Linked DNA regions of Mus musculus: all the other regions are linked to region 3. The links are chromatin contacts, called in public Hi-C maps. All regions are on one chromosome and are shown on one strand. Each heading gives the region's core, a stretch centred on a gene start, on an enhancer-like site or on the middle of the called end of the contact. The rest is flanking DNA. Distances are from core to core; before and after follow the strand shown.

Evidence for each region. A called contact is a pair of places that touch in the nucleus more often than the background predicts.
Region 1: a Hi-C map of uterus shows a contact between it and region 3, with 4 times the contacts expected there. The contact joins two enhancer-like sites. A contact is called at or near these places in 1 of 15 datasets of contacts at CTCF or cohesin (the NIH/3T3 cell line), 3 of 484 Hi-C or Micro-C datasets (cerebral cortex and uterus), 2 of 115 datasets of contacts at active chromatin or transcription factors (embryonic stem cells and pancreatic cancer cells) and 1 of 9 other capture datasets (embryonic stem cells).
Region 2: a Hi-C map of uterus shows a contact between it and region 3, with 2.5 times the contacts expected there. The contact joins the promoter of Pbx1 here to the enhancer-like site in region 3. A contact is called at or near these places in 6 of 39 promoter capture datasets (frontonasal cranial neural crest, hippocampal neurons, liver and 2 more), 1 of 484 Hi-C or Micro-C datasets (uterus) and 4 of 115 datasets of contacts at active chromatin or transcription factors (embryonic forebrain, forebrain, neural tube and 1 more).

What each region holds. Positions count from the first base shown.
Region 1 is chr1:168,212,772-168,215,797 of GRCm38.p6, forward strand. All of the region lies in intron 2 of Pbx1 (pre B cell leukemia homeobox 1), which reads right to left. Among named protein-coding and RNA genes, the nearest start is that of Gm51671, 130 kb to the right of the region's middle. Within about 2 kb of position 1,545, at least 56 of the 459 cell types and tissues checked have an H3K27ac peak or open chromatin away from gene starts, as enhancers often do. A contact at or near this core is called in uterus, where this site is marked.
Region 2 is chr1:168,430,812-168,433,630 of GRCm38.p6, forward strand. Pbx1 (pre B cell leukemia homeobox 1) reads right to left here and starts at 1,358. Exons shown (of 9, transcript NM_183355.3): 1 at 503-1,358. The coding sequence starts at 693.
Region 3 is chr1:168,973,753-168,976,504 of GRCm38.p6, forward strand. No RefSeq gene overlaps it. Among named protein-coding and RNA genes, the nearest start is that of Mir6354, 44 kb to the right of the region's middle. Within about 2 kb of position 1,484, at least 6 of the 459 cell types and tissues checked have an H3K27ac peak or open chromatin away from gene starts, as enhancers often do. A contact at or near this core is called in uterus, where this site is marked.

The DNA of each region.
Region 1 (3,026 bases), core at 295-2,794, 760 kb before region 3:
TTTTTTTTTGATATTTTCAATAAGGCAGGGAACTCCCTCAGGGTGCTGCAGGAGCAATGCAGAGGACAGTAGTGGCCTATTGTATAACAGTCCTTGCCTACCCAGACTGCAAGTTTCCACGGACAGTGCATTGGGATGCACTGATTCCTGGGTGGGTAAAGATTTACCCAGGTAGAAGTGGGGTGGGCAACAATAAAGGAGCTTAATTTTTACATGGTAAATGCTCTAATTGAATACTCATTCAGAGGAGATTGGGTTTGCCAAGACTCATCACAATTGCTTTACAGACATGTAAAGAAAGGTTCTACCAGAGATTTGAAAATAAGAGAATGAAAAGAAGAAGAAGAAGAAGAAGAAGAAGAAGAAGAAGAAGAAGAAGAAGAAGAAGAAGAAGAAGAAGAAGAAGAAGAAGAAACCCAGAAGAACCGTCCTCCGTCCACACACACATTGCACCATTTCAATTATACTCTACTCATGAAAGTAAACTACACTGGACAATGTGCAAGAAGTAGGCACAAATAGGGGAGCACTTTGTTGTGCTATAGTACATAGGAGGTGATTGCTCTGATGGTCTTGGGGTGCACGTGTGTGTTTGAAAAAGGCAGAGAATCTTGCAGGTCTGTATTTCTTCCCAGGACAAGATTTCAAGATACTAGTACAACAACAACAACAACAAAACAAACAAACTGAGGTATTTGGATTCACTGACCCGGAAATTGTTCAGCTAGTCAGTTAAAAAAAAAATGCCGCCAGCTTTAAAGAAATAAGCGATACGGCTAACAGAAGTGACACTTCCTATTTATGGCTTGAAGTCAGTACTCTGGTGAGCTGGATACAAAATGCTTATTTAAAAGCTCCTTTTTATCTCTCTAGCACCATGCAAGACTCAAATGAACCTTTCACTGGGACACCAGAGATGTTAACACTCGTCCTCCAAGATCCAATTTCAACCAGCCGAGCTGTTACCTAATCCTGCAGCCATCACATATGATCAGGTTCCCGCCTCCCTGATGGGTGCCCAGCACCCCCTCCCTCCTTCCTTTCCCTCTCCTGCCCAACAGCTTTCCCTGAAACTGAGCTTTAAGAGTCCCCTTGCCTGTGCATGCTGGTCATACAGGGTCCCAACAGCCCCACTGGCTGTACATAACACCAAGATATTTATCCTTGTTAGCTAATAATTCTTAAAGGGGTTTCCTACTCACAAATCACTGCCTCCCATTCCAATCACGACAGAGACCAGTCACGACAGGTAAGTGATTTATACAGAGGTTGTCACAGCCTTCAGAAAACACCTGAAGTCACATCAGCTGCTATCACTTGCCCTAGGGTTAATCCGGTGCTAAAACTCCAGCGATAAGGAGACTGTCACAGCCTGATTGGAGCAGCCCTCACAACTGGCCTCCTGCTGTTCATTCTTTATTTATTTTCTTCACACAAGGAGAAAAACAAACCAAACCCAAAGGCACATTCAAGAGAGCCAGTGGGAGGTCTGTGCAAAGGATTGTTTTGTCCTTGGCTGAGCAACACAGCTCCAGAGTCGCTCCTGGCTGATGCCCACTAGAGGGCACTCTCTCCCCACCGAGGACTTGTTTAAAGAAGGGTCCCATAGCTACCAACATCTCCATGGAGCTGGGGAATTGGGATCTACTCCGATTTGAGATTCCCAAATGTGGGCAGACAGGGAGGAGGGCATATTAGCAGAAGGCATTGTTTCAGGCTATGGAGTGAAGCTTGAGACTCGCTCAGCTGAGCAAGATAAAGAGATGGTTGGAGAAGGGACATAAGACTTAGGGAAGGCTTGAGGAAGTCTCTTCATGGTTTCAAGGTACCAAGGCAGAAGAAGGTGCCAAGCCCAAGCCAGGCAGAGCTCTGAAGCCAGTGGAGAAAGAAGTAACCTGCCCTTGTACTTCTAGAAAGTGAAACCATTCATCCGCTGGGACCCTTTGTGCACATTGAATTGTGTCACCTGATGACAGAAAGCACACGCTCTGCTAGCACACTTACAGATTATAAAGGTACAGAAACTTGGCTAAAACAAGGCAGGCTCCTGCCACCAAGATCGAGAGCTCCTGGAAGCCAGTGGTGACATGGTGATCTCCCATGATCTCCCGGATCATGTATTATGCACCTCTTCGGGTCTTTTCAGCGCTCTTGTGCACAGCAGCCAAGTAGGATGTAGAACTATGGCGTCTTAGGCATCTGTGTCCTGCCACAGCTGGTTCCTGACACGTGCCCCACCCTCCGGTTGTAAGTTGTACAGAGAGAACACGTTTGCTCTCCCGTCTCTTCCAGTGCCCATTTCCCAAAACTCAGATCTGCCTTTCATATGTGGCCATTCTAAACAAGCAATGCTATGCTGACATTAAGGCAATGGCTCTCTGTGTGAGGGAGAGTCACCCAAGCACAGGACTGGTATCTGTGAAGGGTTCCCCCGAGGCCTAAGAGTACACCAAACTGCTTTAAGCTTTGTAGAACACCTCCCCCCTTCCCAACCCCTTACTCCTCCACCCCGACCTTTCAGGTTCTGTCATTTCCTTACAGGCATAACCATCCACAAACCGGTGGACACTTCTCCAGCTGGAAAATGACTGTGCTATGAACTGATTCTTCTAAACAGTGTCGGGACCCACATCTTCCATTCCTTAGTAGCCTGAAGCTTGGGGTTGTACTTATAGGCGCTCTTCCCCCGAAGTGCTCAAGCCTCTTCCGTCTTTGATGGAAAAGCTGTCTGGGTGAGTTATTTTAAAGAGTCGTCTATCAAGTAAATGGAAATGATTAACCATTTGATTCCCCCAGTTTCACAATCCAGCATTACAGGCAGCTGCCAGACAACGGTTGATGGATAGGCTCCAGAGAGCCCAGTACTGACGGAACTCAGACCTTAGAGGACCAAGCGGGAATCTTCCTGGCTGCTGGCCTAGAATGGCCTCTTCAGAGGGTTCCAGTGCACAGAATCTATAAATCTGGGACTCACTCTGATACTCAGTATTGTCCCCTTAGAATCACACAGGGCTTCGTTCAGGGTC
Region 2 (2,819 bases), core at 108-2,607, 540 kb before region 3:
AAAAAAAATCAAACTTGCTGAATTAGCTTAGGAGTCAGCGGGATCTGCAAATAAAGTGTTCTTGGGACATTTTTTTTTATTTTGTCATGTTCCGAAGTCCCTCAACTACCGAAGGCATGGAATGCGGCTCGGAACTTGACAATTCTGCCTCCTTCATACACTTTTTTAAAGCTGTAAAAAAGTGCCGAGGGCCGCTTTCGGATTAGTTGGCAGTATTTTCGGCGTGGCTGCGTGTTTTTGTGCATTCATACAAATACCTCTAACAGACACACTCGCACAACATCTATCTACACACAGCCATATCTCAGCACGGGCGATCACACTTTCGATAACAACGCTTCTTTAAATTTTACTCCTCCGCCATAGAGTTGTTTGTCAAAATGAGAAAAGAAACAACATTTTAGAAGAAAGCGCTGTGGTGATTCGGTTCCCATTGTTTCCCCCTGCGAGAGGGAGGGAAAAAAAAAAAAACAAGAAAGGCAAAGAAAAGCCTCCATCTCACCTGGCCTGCGCTTCATCCAAACTCTGGTCTGTGATGGTCATAATTTGCTGTAAAATGTCCCCGATGTCCTGCTTCCTCCCGCCCTCCCCCTCGGTCCCTCCGGCCCCATCCTGCAAGTGCTGGGACAGGCCGGGGTGTCCGGCCATCCCGACCCCAGCGTGGGAATGCATCAGCCTCGGCTGCTCGTCCATCTCTGAAGGCTCCGGCAGCCCCGGCTCTTCCTCTTCGGCTCCTCGGATCGGCGCCTGGGAAGCACCGAGGCTTTTTATCCTTCAAGCTGTCTTCAAATCCTTTTCAGGATAAACAGGGACCAGGGTTTTAAAAAAAGAAGAAGAAGACCAAAAGGGGAAAAAAAAAATCTCTTTGCCTCTTTAGAGGATGGTGGGAGGATGGGGAGGGGGAGGGGGGCGTGAAGGGGTTGCGGGGTGAGGGTGGGGATAAGGGCTGGTGGGGAAGGGTGTTGACTCCAAAAAAGCAAGAAAAATAAACCACCTTCCCACTTGGCGAAAAGAAATCAGAGCCGCCTTTGGGTTTTTCAGTCCGATCTCCTTTGCAAGGCAGAAATGGGCTCCCGGCGCTTAAATCTGTGGCTTAATCCTTTTGCAAATATGCATTGATCGGGAGAAAGGAGAGGAAGGCAGGGGGATTGCAATGCAAACTTTCCCCCCCACCCCCCGCTGCCCCCCACCCCCACTCCGGGCCAGAGTGATCTCAAAGGGGGTGGGCTGTAGCAGAAGCCAGATCACCCCCAGCCGTGGCGGCAGGCAAAGCCCAAGCTCTTTCCTCCTCCGTGTCTCTGCAAACTCCAGCAGCCCCGTCAGCCTCCTGCTTTTGTTTAGCCCAGGCTCAGGACTCCAGAAACATATACAGAAAAACCACAGCCTGAGAGGAGGAGGAGGAGGAGGAGGAGAAGGAGGAGGAGGAGGTGGAGGAGGAGAAGGAGGAGGAGGAGGAGAAGGAGGAGGAGGAGGAGAAGGAGGAGAGGGGAGGGGGCCGAGGGAAGGGGGGAGGGAGCGGAGAGGCCAGGAGGCGGGGGTCAGAGGAGGGAGGAGGGCTCTTGAGCCCCGCCCCCTTCTATGATTGGCTAGTCCTGAAAGTGGGCTCCTCCTCCCCCTACTTTCCACCCAGCGTCTCCTCCTCGGCCTCCTTCAGCTCCTCCTAGCCCGGGAGTCTTGTCAATCAGAGTTCAGAGGTGGGCCGGGAAGGAGGCGGAGCTATGACCCAGTCTCCAGTTCTTAAAGGCGCAGAGAGACCTTAGCTTCAGCTCTTGTCTGCTTCTCTTAGGCTCCGTCCTTGAGGGAAACGTGGCTCCACTTAAACGCAAGACTGTAAAATTAACACGAAAGCACACAGACGGTGTGGATCCCTCCGCCCCACCCCTCGTTCGTCTACGCGGTGACGCTGCGGTAGTAAACTTGATTCTCTGAAATCCTTAGACCTCAGGGAAACTGTTGAAAGCAAAACTTTGTTATATGACGTAGTTAGTAAATAAAATCGGGCTGCTAAGATAATGAATAATAGATCAAAGTCTAGGTAGTGGATAATTTGCAAATCCTCAACTCTATGCCAGCAAAGAGAATATAAATTGTCATTTTTGTGGCATAAACAGTAGCTGAAGTGTGGACTTTGAGGAATAAAACTCGAGAAAAATACTAATAAATAAGTTTACCAAAAAAACCGAATTCAACATTTCTCTTCCCCCTGAGGGAAGTTGGTTATTTGGCTTAAACACTTAATAAGGGATTGCATTATCACAGTCTGGTTCTAGTTTTTAATATAGTCTAATAAGCATTAATAACAGGGAGAAGAAGGAAACTGACATTTATTGAATGCCTACTATGCACAAAGTAATTTACTTGAGTTATTGTATTTAATCCCCAAGACATCTCTGTGAATTATGGATTATTATTCTCATTTCACAGAGAGGAAACTCAAAAAGGTTAAAGAATTTGTTCAAAGTCCATAGTTATAAAGTATCAAAGCTAGAATTCATACCCAAGTTTGGGTGGATTCTTAGCAGGCCTCACACTTAACAGCTCCATGTGAATGTGGTAAAAGTTACTTGCATGTCTGTTGCTTGTCTAGCTTGCAAACAGACTTAAGACTTAGAAGAACAGATCTTAAAACAAGAAGGCTGGGATTAGAAGTAAAAGGAAGTAAATGAATTAAGAGAAGCCAATAAGGAGTTAGAGCCGGGGTAAATCCACACATTTACCTTTATTTTCCTTTATTCCAACCAACAGTAGAACCTGATTGGGCACTTGGTCTGAATACCCATAAGATAAAATAACACTCTCGTCATTTAGAAAAATTCTGG
Region 3 (2,752 bases), core at 234-2,733:
AAGCAATCTAAATATGGGCCTCTGGCTTTCATTGATAATGAAGTTTTCTGAAGACTGAAGCAATTTATCAGACATTCCCAAAATTAATCAGTACTGGACCAGATGTCCTGACGCTTTAGTCCTAGGATGGTTCTAAAGAAGTGTTCTTGTTGAACGGATTCAAAGGCTTCTTCCCGTTTTCATATCTCAAAAACAAAAACAAAAACAAAAACAAAAACAAAAAAACACGTTATTTATGTTTGCATGTGTATAGTCTTTTGCTATTAGAAATTGAAACAATAAACAAACATAGGAAAAAGTATTTCTTCACACATAGAACCACCTCTAAACAAAATCATTCAGAAAGCAATACGTGCATGTAGATTGTGTCTCTGTGAAGGGCGAAGCATAGCTCCACAGCCTTTAATTTTCAACCAAATTAACTGATATTCTCATCTGACTGGGCTGAAAATGAAAACATGTCATGATTTATGGTTGTATCTAAAGTCAGAAAATAATTTTAGTGTCACTGTATGTTTGTGAAAAACCAACTCTTATGTGTTTATTGGATGTATAAAAAGGGTTTTTCTGTCTTTTTTTTTTCAGTTTCTTATTAGTTTTACTGATGCCCATTGTCTTCTTGTTTTTATCTTGGCAGAAGAATCTGAAAGAAAATGTGGAGAGGAACGTAAAAGGAAAAATCGGGGGCAGAGTATCCAGTTGGAAATGAAATAAAAACTATAAGCTGCAGATATCTGCATCAGAGTAGAAGGTTCAAGTTCATCTTATGAAGACATTTATGTCTTGTTTTATAAAATCGTCTTGTTATTCTCTTGATAAAGAAAGGAAAAACAAGACATGTTTTATGGTTTTACATTTTCTACCCAATAAAATAACCATTTACAACCTGTTAACAACTTGCCTCTCTAGTCTCTGCCTGCGTACTGTGTTCTGGTTAAAATCTCTTTATTCATCATTTGGCAAATACAGCAGGCATCTCATCTTTTCCTATGTGCTCTCTCAGCTGCACAGTCAGTCTGGAATATCTTTCTTTCTCATATTCACTGACAAACTTTTCCTCTTCAAAACATAAGCCATTTTTACTTCCTTTGGCCGTAATCACTCCCACCTAAATCTCTGTCCCATAACATTTGTATGCACATTTTTATAACACTTGCCATATCATTTTAAGATCTGCACTGATAGGTTCATTTCCTTGAAAAGAATGAGTTATTTAAACTGGGGATGTGTGTTATTTATCCTTGTGGCTCTAGTCTGCTCCTGACACATGGGAAATACGCATTCATTGAAACAATGCGTGTGGAGTCTCAGATTTCCTGCAGAAGAGTAGGAAACCGATTTCAGACCTCCTGGTTAAAAGTGGAGGCCAGTTCTCTTTATTGAACTGCATGGATTCCTTAACTCTGCGGCTCTTCTGCAGAGTGCTCGCTCACCCACCCCAGCTGGAGCAGTCATGCTCGAGTGACTCCAGATGGTTGCCTTGGGCCTTGGGCAGCTGGGTGGGGAATGCACCTTCCATCTGATTGCACTCACCATGGGTGGGCAGGTGCCCTCTGTCAGGATGGCTGCAACCAGAAGCCAAATGGGTGGCTCATTGAGGTGAAGGCAGCGAACACAAATCGTCGTGGTCCCAAAGCCAAGGTTGACCTCCAACTTGGAGGATGTTGTTGACCTTGAATTAACTGGCTCCTCCCTATGTAGATCATTGTTATGATCACTGGCTAAGGGCTTGGCTTCTCTCTCTGACTCACTGTCTTCAGTCCCACATCCAGGTTGAGAAATAAGTCATCAAGAACCACAGTGGCTTATTGAGTCAGCTATCTGGAGTGCTACCAAATTCTCCTTAGGTGGTGGAGGTTGACCATGCCAGAGTCTGTCCAGATGGGCAATTACAGGTAAACAAAGGAGCTAGGTAGGCCAACTTCATCCAACTAGGAACTCCCAGGAGTGCTGACCAGGCTCTTTCTAACGTGGAGCTCTCTCTGATGTATCAGACTCTACTCACTTCTTCCAGGCCACCAGCATGTCTTGCTGAATATTGCAGATGCCTGTGAACTGAGTTTCTGGCTTCAGCTTTTCTTTCTTCTATTTTTCCCGTGGCAAAACTTAATTTTATTTTACTGTTATATTCCCAGAAACCACCCCAGAGCATTGCATTGCACAAAACCATGCTTTGTGCCTGATACTAGCTTGCCATAGAGTCATAGACTTCACTTGACCCAACTACACACAAAATGAACCCAGGACAATGGTGAGATTAACCACATGTCTATTCTATGCATCAGCTTCTTTTAGTGAAAAGAAAAGATGCTACATGCAGTCATTCCTGAGATACATGTGTTTCTTCTACAGACCTGGCTATGATCCTCACACCTGGTTTCACCCTGTTTTACTTTGACCACAGCTGATTGAATCAAGGAAGAGCAAGTGATTTGAGAGTAATCAATAACTTAGGGTCCTGACAAGGGGGCTGAGTGGTTAAGAGCACTGACTGCTCTTTCAGAGGACTCAAGTTCAATACCTAGCATCCATATTGCAGTTTATTTACAACTTTAGTTCCAAGGGATCGGTGCTCTCATCTGACCTTCAGGGTGCACAGATATACATGGAGGCAGAACACTCATACACGTAATAGAACAAAACAAAATTACTTTTAAAAAAAGAGTTCTAACCTAATGAGGATTGAAATATGGTTACCTCAGCACTGTGGAGTCTTTCTTCTAGAAATTTAGGACAGAACACAAAATCAAAG